Linked DNA regions of Gossypium arboreum: region 2 is linked to region 1. The links are chromatin contacts, called in public Hi-C maps. All regions are on one chromosome and are shown on one strand. Each heading gives the region's core, a stretch centred on a gene start, on an enhancer-like site or on the middle of the called end of the contact. The rest is flanking DNA. Distances are from core to core; before and after follow the strand shown. Region 1 holds the start of LOC108473463 (RNA polymerase sigma factor sigA-like). Region 2 holds the start of LOC108470685.

Region 1 (7,361 bases), core at 1,275-3,774:
CACACATGTCTATTTTGAATGCAGCTAATATGCCCTTGCCTTGTTATCTGCTCCAAATGGTATGAATTAGTTCACTACTAAGAAGAAATGTTATCCATGATATTCTGATCCTAGATAAAAGCATTTTGGTGCGAAGAAATAACCTCAATCATGATTGGTTTGAAACGGTTAACTAATACTTTTGAGCATATCATGTATATGGCTTTACAAAGATTGATAATTTGATATACGTTGAGGCTTCGTTGTTGTTAACGTTTTGGAATGAGAGCTATTAATGTTTTTGTTGAATTCCTAAATTAAGGAATATGAGGCATGCTTGAATTGTAAGGCGACCCACAATATTTAGTATTTTTGGTAGAAAAAGCCAAGTTTCCCATCTATTCTAAGTGCTTTGGATGGGTGAACGTGGAATGCAACAGTCATGTTTTCATATTCCATAAAAGGGGCTTCAATTTGTGCTTGGAGTGCAGTTGAAAGGTATGGAGTTCATTAGATAAAAAAAAAAACAATGATGGTAAGAGATACTGAAAACATACCTAACTATCATGCCATGTATTGCTTTATGGTTATCTATCCATTATTCTTGCTCATTAAAGAGCCCCAGGATACGGTTAGTAGATCAACGCTTGGCAGCTATTGCATAGAAGAAATTTGTATTTTGATCTCCATTTAGTATCCAATTAGTCATTTCTTTCTACGCCTAATGAATATGTTCTTACTACTCGAGGTTAAGGAGTTTAGCTCGAAGTTGTTTTTCTCTTTAACATTGAAGCAAAATGTTGGGTTATCTTGGTATTATCATAATTTTTTTTGAGTTTTTCTCATTGTGTACTATGGTTTACAAAGATCATTTTGTTCCAAAAGTAGAGATGACTAAATGATCTTTAATTTTTGCATTACGGCAGATGTCAGGGAGCCGGTTGTGTGAGAATTGCAAGTTTGTTGAATAATGTAACTATATTGCTTGTGGGTATCTCGCATTATTTCAAATTTGTATAGGCATTGGCCAATTGGTGTTTTAAATTCAGAAAAGAAGATCACAGGGCTATGATCTGAAAGCATGGTAGGTAGATTTAAAAAAGTGAAGTTTTCAAGCTATTCTAGAGCTTCATGATTAACGAGTTCATGGTCAATTTATTCTCAAACTGTATCATTTCCATCATAATTATTTATCCACATGAAGTGTGGACATTTTCAAGGATCTCCATTAATTAACATTCACATAAGTGAGTTTTAAGTATAGTCGTTTCAAGAGTATCTGATTTTGAAAAGTGATTTTGGCTATGAAGCACAAGTCCTGATTAAAAGTTCTCAATAATGACCATGCATCTGATTGAGGAATAAGGAAATCACATCAAAAAATTGACTTCCAAACATTTGCATGTTGTGGTAACGAATGATGCCCATAGATTAATGGCAACAAAAACCTATGAATTGAGTTTACAACATAAACAAAGATCCTAGAGTTCTCTTAATATGTCATTTAAGATTTTTTTTTCATATATAGTTATAGATATGATTCTTTTTTTAAAAAAATTTGGGTTGGTAGGACTTGAAGCCCATGAGACTAATAGGTAGGTTATGTAAGGCTTTTAAGTAGGCAACAACAGCAACAAAAAGGCTTGTACCACATTCAAACAAAATTATATCCACAATCTAGGTGTAAAATATGTATAACAAATATATTTACAAAAAAAATTAATTTAAAGATTAAATAAAGTTTTACTTAAATTGGTAAAGACATTGAAAATTATTGTGTTTTTAGTTCAAATCTCATCAAGTGCATTATTTTAGTTTCATATGATTTGAAATGATAAAATTTCCTACAATAAATTTATTATTTTATATAAATATAAAGGTTTTAGTTATTTACTCAACTAAGTTGGGACCCGATTGAAGAATGACACAACTTACTAAACCCCTTAAATATAGTACTAGTAATCCTATCAACCTTATATTTAGAATTCATGTATGCGTTTATCAACCACATGTTTAAAACATAAATGTGCAGTTAAAATAATATTTAATAAATAATAAAACAATTTGAATCTAATAATAACATATATGCATGTGAAAATATTTTTACAATAAAATTAAAGTATATAAAAATTAAAATAAAGTTTTTTGTTAAAGGGTAAAGCTAAGGTTTTGAAGATGTTAGCTACATATAATTTCTTCATAAATATTTTTTTATTATTTTTATTGGAAAAAAAAGAAAAAATACTCTTGTAATAATATGATTTGTTTTATATATAGACAGTTTTTTTTAATTTTTTAATCGATTTGATTAATTTTCAACCGATAATACTAAATAAAAGTTTTAAATATTAGTTGAGATAAAAATATAAAAGAAAAGAAAAAGGAAGTAACGTGAGTGAGGCACACTGTTTGTTGGGGGATGACGTGGAAAGTGGGCCCATCATTCATCGATATTTGCTCATTGTTATTAGTTAGTTTGTTAGTGGTGCCCAAACCCAACCCGTCCTCAAATATATGAAACAGATTAAACCGAGAAAAAAAATCCCCAAAAAATAAAAACAGAGAAGCGAAATGGAAAGCTATGCACCACTCAAACATGGACCCAATATCTAGTGTAGCCAATGGAATCTATCTTCTCTATATCCTTTATGTCCATTTGGCACCCTTTCTTCTTCAATTTTATCATAAATTAAATCCCAACATAATCACTATATATATATATTTATATTTACAAATTATTAAATCTAAAAAAGCTTCTAGTTTCTAAAACAAACTCCGGAATACCGGTTCCAAGCTCTTTCCTCTTCCTTTGCTAACTGTTCTACTTTACACTTTGGAACACACGTCTTTCTTTCTTCTTCTTGTTTCTTTCATTTCCTTCTTGTTGTAGCTGGTAGTTTTTTAAGGTAAGCTTTTGGTCATTGCCTTTTACAGACCTTGATCTTTCGATCAAGTTTGTTTTGATAAGATGTTCATGTTCATTTTCTCCCCTTCTCTTACATGGATATGGGTTGTTGTTTTTGTTCATAAACAAGTGAAAAATACATAATTTAGATGAAAGAGATAGAAAGTTGTTCCATTTACAGCTATAAGTTTGCTATGTGTTTGCATAAATGACTGAACTTTGTGATCATAATTCAATTTAATAATAATAATAAAACTTGGGTTCTGCTTAAAAATTAATTTTCTTTGTTGTGGGGACATCCAAGTTAGTGGATATTTCTTAAGATTAGGTCGTTTATAAGCTTAAAAATATAAGTTTTAGAGGAAGATTAAGCATAGAAGAATGAATTAGTTTTTGTGTTTCAAATTTCCAGATTCTTTGTTATTTATAAATAGTTTCAGATCTTGAAGTATCAGTCATTTAATGCTTTAAAATACTTCAAATATCAAACCATTTGTTGTGTTCACATGGTTGTAGGATTCTCATACAATTAGGGTTTTTTTTCAAAAAGATTTTGGTCAAACCATCCTGAGCTACATCTTTCTTGGATTTACTTGAATTAGATAATACCTTGTGTTACTGATTGGGAAAAACCAACCTTTTTCATTCCTTTACTTGTTTCATTTATTTATCCATCTATTTTAGTTTAGTTTCTCATTTCCATATAGTTTATGTATATGAAATAAATAATCCTAGCTTCTTTTACCCTCTTTGTAGCAGTGATATACAGGAGATTTAGAGTACAAGAGGAGAATAATTTTGTTTAGCTTAGTCGCCTCAGGATATAATGGTTGAATTGTTTTAATTTTGACAAGCGTGCTAAATTGTGTGATGGTAATTGTATCAAAGTGAGAAGAATCTGTATGATGGCCACTGCTGCTGTGATTGGACTTAGCACCGGAAAGAGACTCTTGAGCTCTTCCTTTTCTTATTCGGAAACCGTAGATAAGCTGTCGTATGCTGGTGATTATGGATCTTCATATTATCAAACTCCTTCCACAAAGACTTTAATAGTTGCAAAGAGATCATCTAATTGTAGCCAAAATCTTCCATCATCCAATCGGCACACGCAGTTAATTAAAGCTTTTAAAGGGCATGTGGATACTGCATCCAGTATTTCAACAGTAGAGCCTTGGATCCATGGAGCCAATGACTTAGAACAAGAAAGCTATGATCTTGACTGCTCTGTAGAGGCTCTTCTTTTGCTTCAAAAGTCTATGCTTGAAAAGCAATGGACACTTTCTTTTGAGAGGACGATGTTCATTGAATCACCAAGTCGAAAAACTCACAGCAAGGTACCTGTTACATGTTCTGGGGTGTCTGCTCGGCAACGAAGATTCAATACTAAGAGGAAGATTCTGAGCCAAAATAAATCAATGATACAACCTAACGCTAAGCAGCTAAGATCATTGATCGGGCCAGAGCTGCTCCAAAATCGCTTGAAGGGTTATGTGAAGGGTGTAGTGAGTGAAGATTTGCTTAGCCATGCGGAAGTTGTGCGCTTGTCAAAGAAAATCAAAGCTGGACTTTCCTTGGAGGAGCACATATTAAGGTCATGATATATGATGTTGTATTAGATGAATCATTCCAATTCAAAACCACTAAATTCTTGAAACTTGTTTCTTACTGTTTTCCTGGAAATCTAGATTGAAGGAGAGACTGGGATGTGAGCCATCTGATGAACAGCTTGCAACTTCCTTGAAAGTTTCTCGTGCTGAGTTACGGTCAAGGTCAATCGAATGTTCTTTGGCAAGAGAAAAATTGGCAATGAGCAACGTTCGCTTGGTTATGTCAATAGCTCAAAGATATGATAACATGGGTGCTGAAATGTCTGATCTTATTCAGGTAATCTACTACATCAATTGCCTTTGACGCATGATAAATCAATCTGCTGACACTAGCTATATCAAACTATGAACTTTTATGAACTTGGTTGTTTTATGTGTAGGGCGGTTTGATTGGACTATTGCGTGGTATCGAAAAATTTGATTCTTCAAAGGGATATAAAATTTCAACTTATGTGTACTGGTGGATACGTCAGGTAATAGTCATCTAATTTTGTTGAGAAACATTGTGCACGTTATTACTCGCTCTGAACCAAATAAAAGTTTCTAAATTAATATTATCGTTGATGCAAGAGCATGGTGCCTGAGATTGTCAATTGAGATGTGCGATTATGATTGTACAACCTAATGCTTCTGTAGCTTTGTATTTATCTTCTTATGATTGTACAAAATCTAACATAGTTCATACTTCATCTCAGGGTGTTTCTAGAGCACTGGTTGAGAACTCAAGAACATTAAGATTGCCTACATATTTGCATGAAAGATTGGGATTAATCCGAAATGCAAAATATAGGCTGGAGGAGAAAGGAATAACACCGACTATTGATGTAAGTGGCTCCCATTACATTTAGCTTGATTTGAACTGCATCATTTTATTTCAAAATAAATAAATGTTTAATTTCTATGTCCAGTCTTTACTTTATGCAAGTAGCCAAGTATCTTATTCTCTCAACGAGCCATCATTTAAGTAATTGATTCTTTTATACTTTCAGAGGATTGCTGAGAGTCTGAACATGTCTCAGAAGAAAGTTAGGAATGCCACAGAGGTACGATTTTTTCGGAACTTACTTTCTAGGAACTATAGATTGCAATTGCACTTTCCATGCTCATGCTATCTTTTCACTAAATGCAGGCAGTCAGTAAGGTCTTCTCCCTTGACAGGGATGCTTTCCCGTCTTTGAATGGTCTTCCTGGAGAGACTCACCATAGTGTAAGTTCATGTTTTATATGAACCAACTCTATAGAATTTCAATCCCCCTTTTCCTCTTTCCTGTTATCGACTACTAACAATTTTCCTTTCATCTTTTCAGTACATTGCAGATAACCATGTAGAAAACAATCCATGGCATGGAGTAGATGAGTGGGCACTCAAGGTATATATTTTAGATACAGCCAGAAGTGAGGCTCATAGTGCTTGCTATTTTAGATAAAGAGGGAAATCGGAGACTGATTTTATGATATAATAATATGTAAAATCTGCTACTGCTAAGCTTTACTTTTTAACTGTTTCTTTGTCGTGCATCTGGATTTCGATGTTGCATTACATTTACAGGATGAAGTGAACAGACTAATCGATATAACTCTCGGAGAACGAGAAAGGGAGATTATACGGCTTTATCATGGTTTGGATAAGGAAAGTCTTACATGGGAGGACATCAGTAAACGGTGAGCATATGCATAGTTTTTTTATTTTTTATTTTATTTACCATCAACAACCGGCTAGAGTAAAAGATAATACATGATATTGAGTGCAAAGCTTTAGTTGTTTTATACTTAAGATCACCTTGATGTCTATGTCATTAACAAAGCAAATATCATAGATATTTATTCCTCATGTCACAGTGATTGATGTTGAAAATAATAATACAAAGAAGAAGAAAAAAAAAAAAGGACATGTTTGTTCATATATACAGATTTTCTTTTACATGTATGCGGACTTCGTTGGTATTCAACAGTCTTTCTGGTTTCATTTCTCATGCAAATTTCGTTCAATGTCGAACACCATTTGACCTTTTCTTCTTTTGTTAATTCTTCAGCATTGGTTTATCCAGGGAGAGAGTTAGGCAAGTCGGACTTGTGGCGCTGGAGAAACTAAAACACGCAGCGAGGAAGAAGAAAATGGAAGCCATGCTTGTCAAACATTGATTTTGTAACGCTTCACCATACACATGATAAAAAATGACTGTATATATATACAGAGGGAAAATTTGTATCTCCAAATTACTTTTCCTTGTCAAGAGTCACTATAGAAGCTCAGGGTAAGGGACCAAAAATCCTAAACTTGCTGTGACAAGAGTCCAAGTGTCCAACAAACTGATTAAGAATCTCTAAGTTGGAGCAAATTTTTTATGTATTATATTTCTGGACACAAATACCCGGTTTTGGATCTGTTTTTTTTTTTTCTGTAGTTATGATGATAAACAAAGTACTTTAAAAGGTTAATAGTCAACAAATAGGAAAAAGTTCGGCCAAAAAATTTCGATTACCAAAACTTCATAGTAATTCTGTTGTACAATAATCCACCGATAGCTTCACGGGGGTTTCTAGACTCGAAGCCTTCTAGACTCTCTCTCCCTCCCTCTTTTCAACACTCTTTTTAACATTTCAAAGATAGCAACTCCATTCAAGCAAACAAAAATAAGCTGAAAAAAGTTCGAAGTCCTCTCAGAATTTTCTAGCAGTAACCAAGATAAGATCAAGAAAGCAGAGAAGAAGAAAGATGGTGACTGCTACTCCTTTATGTGCAAACGACTGTGGTTTCCATGGTTCGGTGGAGACCAAGGATTTATGCTCCAAGTGTTACAAATTAGAGCTCTCCAAATCGGCCAAAATGAATGATCTTACTAGTTCAGCTGCTGCACCAAGCCCTTCTG
Region 2 (7,663 bases), core at 3,511-6,010, 340 kb before region 1:
AAAACATACCCATACCGAAACTTAGTTTTGCAAACCCAGAAAAATCTTAGTTCAGTACATTTCGTCGTTGTATCCCATTTGTTGGTAGTTTTATGTTTAAAACCAGTGACGAAATTTTATGTCAATAAATAGTTTTTTATTTTTATTTTGTAAGATTTAAGGTCGTATAGTTGGACATTTTTATTAAAAAAAAATTTGAGAGTTGATGTTATATAATAAAATTACTCTCAAATTGGAACTTCATAAGGTCAAAAGTTGACTGAATGCTTGCGGCATGAGAAATAACTTGATGTCATCAACCGAATAAAACACTTATCAATGTTTTGCTTGCGGTCTGTATCATCCAGTCAAGAAGATGATTATTTAACTCAAAGTTGAGATGCATCCATTATCGTCCTGCATTGAAATAGACAAGCCTTGATCAAAGAGGGATAAAAGAAAGCATTGAACTGAACCAACAGATTCACGAAATCACATTCGAAACAATAACAAGTAGATATAATCCAAAAATAAAGGGGAGAAAGAAAATATCATAACAAATACTAAGCCAGGAGATCCAATAGGCCTAAAGAGACAATATGACCCGACTTAATCACCAAACTATATAATCAGGAGTTATTTTAGAAGTATAGAAACCATAAGCTCAATCAATTTCCTTTTGTGGTCAAAGCAATGAGAAAACAATAAGGCTTTGGTGGCAACAATCGGAGGTGTATGCATTTGCAATTTTCTTTTTCTTTGTAACAAAACCCAAATGATTTTTCTTACGGTCATTATTTGCAATCTTCTATCATCCTTATGCCTGCTTATTACCCAGTTTCACCGATAAACAGAAAAATTATTACTTGTCCCATGAGACACAAGTGAAACAGATGCTGATGCACATACACTGAGATCGTGTAACTTTGGAAAAGGGGTTTTTAATGCATAACTGCAACAACATGAAATGATTAGAAAGCAAAAGTCGAAAATCTACTCATAAGGACGCTTTCTAGAAACCGAAATGTGGCAATTATTTTGCAATTGATGTTGTAATATACTTACTGGGAAATCCTGTGGTTCACTCTCTTTTGCTTTATGGTACCGAGCTTTATGCTCAAGGTACTCTTCCAGCTCTTTCTCCAACTTCTCAATGAATTCACTTGTATGATCGAGAGATTGTTCGTACTTGTATTTTTCCAGAGCCAGCAATATTTGAGTAGAAAAAGGTAATCTATATTGATATCACGCATCAGAATAAAAAACTGATGAACTGTTTACCTAATGAGTCAGCCACAAGTAAACTACAGTATCCTTGTCAAACAGAAAACAACTTCTCTAAAGAGAGAATATTTATTTAGATGCATTTCAATATGACAATGGGAGTAACACTGAATTGTGTTTACCACTATGGTACAAATAAACACCCAACTACAACAGGTCTTAAGATGCTAAACCAGCCTAAAATTCCAGTCATAACTTTGAAGCATAAATATCTACAAACACAAACAGAGCCGAACTACCTTTTTACTTTGTACACACACAAAACATAAAATAAATAAATAAATAACCCTGATGCATTAGTAGTTCCATGCATTGATGCTAGCATGACTGAATGGAAATGAGAAATCACAAATTACCGCCAAATAATACTCAAGGAGGAGAATTTAGGAAACATCAAATATATAAGCAATAAACAGATGACCAAAGAAAGCCAAGAAATATTACTTTGTTTTTGGACAGGGTATCTGCTGGAGACATAATATTTGGTTGCACATAATTCTTTCCACGGTAAAAAATTATAGTATTGTTAGGTTTGATGTCAATCATAATAACTCTGCTAAGTCGAGCAAGTTCATCAGCATATTCATAAACCTTCCCTGGCTTGCAAGGCTTGCAAATGACCTTCACAGTTTCATGTTTCTTCCAATGCAGATGCATATTGAGAACAACACCTCCAAATACTCCTCGTCTTCCAACTTGAACATAGTTTTTTTTCTTCTCACCAGTACGCTTTAGGTAATGTATCTCTTCCTCAGTTAAAATTTCAGGATCATATTCTTCAGCTGGGGCCTTGGGAACCTCATATTTTCTCAACTTTTCGATCAACCATGCTTCCTTTCTTTTGGCCTGGAGTACTTACAGAAATAACAATCAAAGAAATCTTTTTGGAATAAATTCATAAAACTAAGTGAAGATGAACTAGTAAAGAGAGAACGAGGGGGGAAAAAACCCAACATGTTAGACTTTATTAGTGACTACTAAGAAACCTCACATCCAAGAAAAGGATAACAACTCTTAACCAAAATATGAACTATAGTAAAAATGAGAAGCTATCTAACCTTCTCGAGTTTATATCTAATCCTAACTTCTGGATTTGGTGAATCCATCTTCTTTTTGGCCTTTAGACGATAGAAACGAAGCTCATTCACTTTTGCCTTTCTAGACATTTTCCTCTTTCTGTTTATGGAGGCTAATCTACCGACCAGCTTATTAAAAGAAAACCTGATAACATCCTCATCTGTCTTTAGCTCAATTGATGCATTACTCAAATATCTTGCATGCAACCATTTACCAAGTATGTTGTGAAGCTGAAATACATTCTGCTTCGCCAGCAATGAAAAAGCAGGAGGAGAGGTTACACATAGTGCATGTAATGAAGGCCTCACAGCACTGTAGCTTCTCTGGCTTGTAAATGTGATACAATCAAGGCATGATCTAGGAAAAAAGGACTCATTTTGGACAAAAACAACACAACCTGAGTAAAGATTCCCTGCAATAACAAGCAAAATAATATTTGTCACCAACTTTGACATATTAGAGTTTACAATTTCTATCTAAGGAAAAAAAATTCTGATTATATATATTGTTGATACAAGGAGGAGGTTGCGGCAATTTGTGACGGTTCACCCACTGGGGGAAAGCTGTGAGAGAGTTGAGATAATCGGAATGTGGATGTCAAGAAAAAATTGGAGAAGAGAGGAGAGAGTTGAGAGTGCTAGAGGGAAGAATGTCTTAGGCTTTTAGCCCCTATTTTTGATGCCAATAAACTTTCAAGGGGTTGTTTCTGATAGTTCTCAAGATGTCATGTTTCACTCATATATTGGTTCCAAACTCCTTGGAATTTAGCCAATCTATTAATGACTTATTGCCATAGGTATGGGCTGTCATGTCTGAGGAATGGATATGTGTACCATCTGAATGACAGATATCTTATCCGTGTCAGACATGTGGCTCATCAGTTCGGGTTCACAAGGTCTTGTGCTCACGAATTGTTGGATTCGCAAGCGTACTGGCTCACAAGGTGTCTCTATAGTCAATCTTTCAAACCTAGAATTTATATCTCTTGAATGTTACTAAAGAATGTAAAATTACTTAGAATTTCAAAATTCTTTTCTTCTGTCTCTTAATTGCAGCAAATGAAAGAAAACTTCATGTAAAGCTTAGCATTCAAGTTCTCTAACACTAACTATAAAAAAATCACAAAATCATCAAAAACAAAAAACTGAAAAAGAAAAGTGATCAACATAAGCAAGATTCAAGGTCAAAAGAAAATTGGTTAAGAATCAAAATATTCCTTTTCCTTCAATTGATACATTTTTGAGCATGCAGTAAACTAAATTAAACCTTGAAAAAGAAAATTTTAAAAAAGGAGAAAATGGAGCAAACCTTTTGACAAAGAATGTAATTGCCCGCTAATTTGTCGAATTGAAGCAATAGCTGCCATTATTATATCACAAAATTAATATATGAAGCTCTAAGACTCGATTTCAGAGACTCGGATGATTCATTCATTTTGCTTAACAGAGAGAACGTTAAAGATAATCGATAACATATCACATAATATCTAGCAAACAAAATGGTAGTTCAATCCAATCCTTGAAACCAGTAATGTATAATAAAAACATTATCAAAAGAAATCAAAGACTTAAAATCCATCAAAGCTTTCAACAAGGCTTCTTGCCTTCTTCACCTACGTAGATCTCTTACTTCTCAGATGAGTTAGGTCCCTTTTTTTGCCAAATCCAGCCACTGTAAAAAAACCCAAAAAAATCATATTATTAATAGTCGATTACAAAAGAACAAAATAAAGGATTCTGTTAAGTGATTAACCCTAAAAAGTATTTAAATACTTCTTAGAGCATAAAAAATCCCTAAATTCTCAACGAAATTTCAAAAAAAAAGAAGCAATTTACATTTTCATTAATTACCCTCACTGTTAAGGTAAAAGAAATATACAGATGTATTAGGACAAATAAATTAATAAATTGAAATCGTAAGTTAAATGTGAACTTGAAATAATGAGTGCAAAGATTGGGTTATTATAATGTTATATTGTGGATTCGAAATCATAAGAGTAACGATTATGTATTTATTTCCGCAAAAATAATTGAAATGCAAGAAAAAAAAATGTCACAAGTTTTTTGATAATTTGGTTGCCTTCAAGGTTAGGAGAATTGGATATTTATAAAATATGATTACTACTCATTGAATGTGACATTCTAGATACTCTCTATGCATGTCGGCACGTATATTATTTTAGACTTAACACGTGTTCACTAGTCTACTCGCTTGACTTCATAACCTCTACTTGTGAACAACTAGCGACATGCTAGTTAGGCTCGTGAGCCCCTAATGTAGGGCTCGCAAGCTGGGCTTGCTAGTCCTTCTTTCAGGTCGTGAGTCGATAGTTTAAGTTATATTCGAGTTCTGAGTTGATAACGAGAAATATCATAACAATATAATCCCTCCTGTTGGCTCCAAGGGTTATAAAGTGGCATTTCTTATAGCCAATGTTTTGAATTTATATGGCTTATTAAACACACTTTGATCACTAATGTATAGCGTTTAGTTTGCCACGTGTACGAGTGGATTACATCTGCTTGCATCTGACCATTCCATACTTTTCGGTTATTTGAATCGTTAAAGCACAAAGGCAAGAAACTCTTTAAAAGGGGGGGTTTTAGAAGCCCTAAAAATCACAGATTACAAATTCTCAACAACTGCGATCGACGAGAGGCATTTTTTTCAAAGGTAAACCCATGTAAACTTTTTCTTCTTTGGGTATTCTTTTCCTCTGTTTCGACCATGCCTAAACTAGGGGAGGTAGTAGTGGTCGGGTAACTCTAAGTTATCCACCGTGACAGCGTACAACGAAGGTTCCTGCTGAGGCTAATTTCTATGCCTGCACTACAAAAAGTGAGGAAATGTTTCGTGCCCTAGCTACACGAGAAATTAAAATTCCCAATTTCACATGCGATTTTTTTATTCCTGTAGGTTCGCATCGACAGAGCGATACCAACGATGACAGTATTCTGCTCCCCCTCCATGTAATAGAGGCTTGATTCCACTTGCATCTATACTGTTTCTTCTGCCACCTACTCAAGGATTATGGGATAGCCCTTGACGAGTTATCTGAGTTCTCCTGATGGATTGTGATGGCCTACTTTATCGATTGTTGTCGATGCGATGAGATGCCACTGCTCGCTGTTTTTCAACGTCTATACCAATTGAAGGCCCACAATCGAAGGAAGTCATCAGGTCTATATTATTTCACCCTTTGTAAAGACGTGGAATTTATCATTTTCAATAAGTGCTCCAATCTCCGTTTGAATCGGAGCAAGTATAATCAGGTGAAATGTAAGCTTGTCGATGGCTTCGGTTTTCACACTGAGTGGTCCCCGCTGAGTAAGGATGTGTGCTTAACTTAATGAAACATTATGATAGAAGGGGGTTGGGCATAATTAGAGAGGCTTCGTAAGGGGCGTGTTCGAAATATGAAGGATGTCCTGACCATGGGGAATGTATTCCAATACTATCCGGAAAAATTTAGCCCCAACGGATGGAAATAGGGTGATAATAATGAAGTAGTTGATGCTGTTAGGGTGCAACTTGAGAGGTTCACGTGGCCACATGGAGCCAAAGATGACCTAGGACTAATATTGTTAGGATACAAAGAACCAAAGAACTACTTTTATAGCTTCTGTAAAATGAGGCATCGCCCTTGGTTCTCACTACTTTCACCATATGTGGAAGTGGTGTGAACCCTAACTTGCTTACTATTACTATTGATCTTAGAATTGTTGGTGGTGCAGGCACAACTCGCAATACTGAAGATAGTTTGGAGGAGTCTACTAGCTTGTCACGGGAAATCGACGAATATGTGGACGTGCGAGCTTCTATGTTGGATACACGCAAGAAGCGCAGAACTAACATTGGGGATGTTAATGTTGTGCTAAGTAGCGAGGAGGAGAAGATAGTGAAATATTAGAACAGTGCCGAAAAAAGAGGACAAACCGCTCTGGACCTTTTGTTATTGTTGTTGTCACTCCCATTTCCCCTGTTGCGAGCTCACTTTCTGCTGCTCATGTAAGCTTACCTGTTGTTCCTGCTAACTCACCCCTTGTCGATCCTTTTTCTTATCCCCCAACTACGAAGGGGACTTTAAATGAAGGAGTTTTTAGCACTATCGTTGAGCATGGTGTAGCTGCTGCACCTATAAAATTTGTTACAATAGGTGGTGAGATTGGAAAACTGTTCCCTTAGCACGAGCATATGAGCATGATGGAATTCCCTTATAGTCCCAACGATGCCACCAACCACCTGAAGATTTGTGTGCCAGAAGTAGCTAAAGAGCGTATGAGTTCGGTTGGTTTGTCTAGTGGTGTGAAGAAGCCTTTTCTGCAAGAATTAGCTCTATCCCTACAAGTTCTTTTGGCTAAGGCTAGCATGGTTGGTTTGGGTCTCAAGGAAGGTATAAGCGAAGTTGAAGTCAACAAGAGGGAGCTCGATGATTCTTACCAGAATGTTATGCGAGCTTTAAAGAGAGCTTGCGAGCTCCATTCCAAACTAAATGAAGAAAACCAAGACATGTAGGGGAAGAATAAGGACTTGGCTAAACGTCTGGTGATCGTTGAGGGCAAGGTAATGAAATTATCCAAGGAGGTCGCGGCTGAAAGAACAGAAAAATAAAGCGTGGATGCTACTATGAAGAAGATGGTTGAAGAACATAAGGTCACTATGAGCAAAATGGCTAAAGAGTAGAAGGCTACAATGGTGAGTTTAGTACAGAGGCATATTGAAGCTTTGAAAGATTTTAAGAATGAAACTCTTCAAAATTTTAACAACTTCCTGCCTGAGCTGAAGGCCAATATATTGCCGCATACGCAAGTTGCTAGTGGCCCTTTTAATGCACGCAGAGTTGATCTTGATGCTCTCTGTGACGTTGCCAATGATCAAATGGAATTTGATGTCCGCTTCCCTTTTGGAGCTGAATGGGAAGAGTTCACATCCAAATGGAGGAATTGTAAAGATTTTTAATTAGGCAAAGATCTAAGTGAAACTAGTGTTGCTACTGCCAACAAAGGTGACAACAGCACAACTGGAAAAAGAAACGTGAGAGGCAACGAAGCCTCAAGCAACACTGAAGGGGCTAATGATATGCCCTAATTTGTGTACCGTTGTACTCATTTTTTCAATATGAAATGAAAATTTTGAGTTTTGAAAAAAATTAAGCTTATTTGTTAATGTTATACCATTTTACCGTTTTATGAACACCATATATCTTGTTGCACAATTATATTGTTGTTAATAATGACAGATTGGACTTGGCCAAAATTTTGAACACACTCTCATAAGCTTTCAATTGACTTAGTGTGGCCTAGTGGCTTCATTTATGCAATTC

What was found. Hi-C and Micro-C count contacts between places; a contact is called where the count stands out from the background.
Region 2: a contact with region 1 is called in a Hi-C map of leaf, with 3 times the contacts expected there. The contact joins the promoter of LOC108470685 here to the promoter of LOC108473463 in region 1. A contact is called at or near these places in 2 of 5 Hi-C or Micro-C datasets (both in leaf).

What each region holds. Positions count from the first base shown.
Region 1 is chr11:91,384,404-91,391,764 of ASM2569848v2, reverse strand. LOC108473463 (RNA polymerase sigma factor sigA-like) reads left to right here and starts at 2,524. Exons shown (of 10, transcript XM_017775029.2): 1 at 2,524-2,885; 2 at 3,644-4,475; 3 at 4,570-4,768; 4 at 4,872-4,964; 5 at 5,187-5,315; 6 at 5,481-5,534; 7 at 5,621-5,698; 8 at 5,799-5,861; 9 at 6,041-6,153; 10 at 6,525-6,860. The coding sequence starts at 3,787. The coding sequence ends at 6,633. LOC108471573 (zinc finger A20 and AN1 domain-containing stress-associated protein 5-like) reads left to right here and starts at 7,208. Exons shown (of 2, transcript XM_017773171.1): 1 at 7,208-7,361. The coding sequence starts at 7,208.
Region 2 is chr11:91,721,520-91,729,182 of ASM2569848v2, reverse strand. LOC108470685 reads right to left here and starts at 4,760. Exons shown (of 8, transcript XM_053021321.1): 1 at 4,703-4,760; 2 at 3,944-3,964; 3 at 3,649-3,699; 4 at 2,322-2,752; 5 at 1,708-2,109; 6 at 1,045-1,213; 7 at 226-396. The coding sequence starts at 4,760. The coding sequence ends at 1,139. It overlaps LOC108474173 (a long non-coding RNA gene), which reads left to right and starts at 4,863. Exons shown (of 3, transcript XR_001869863.2): 1 at 4,863-5,013; 2 at 5,257-5,520; 3 at 6,075-7,344.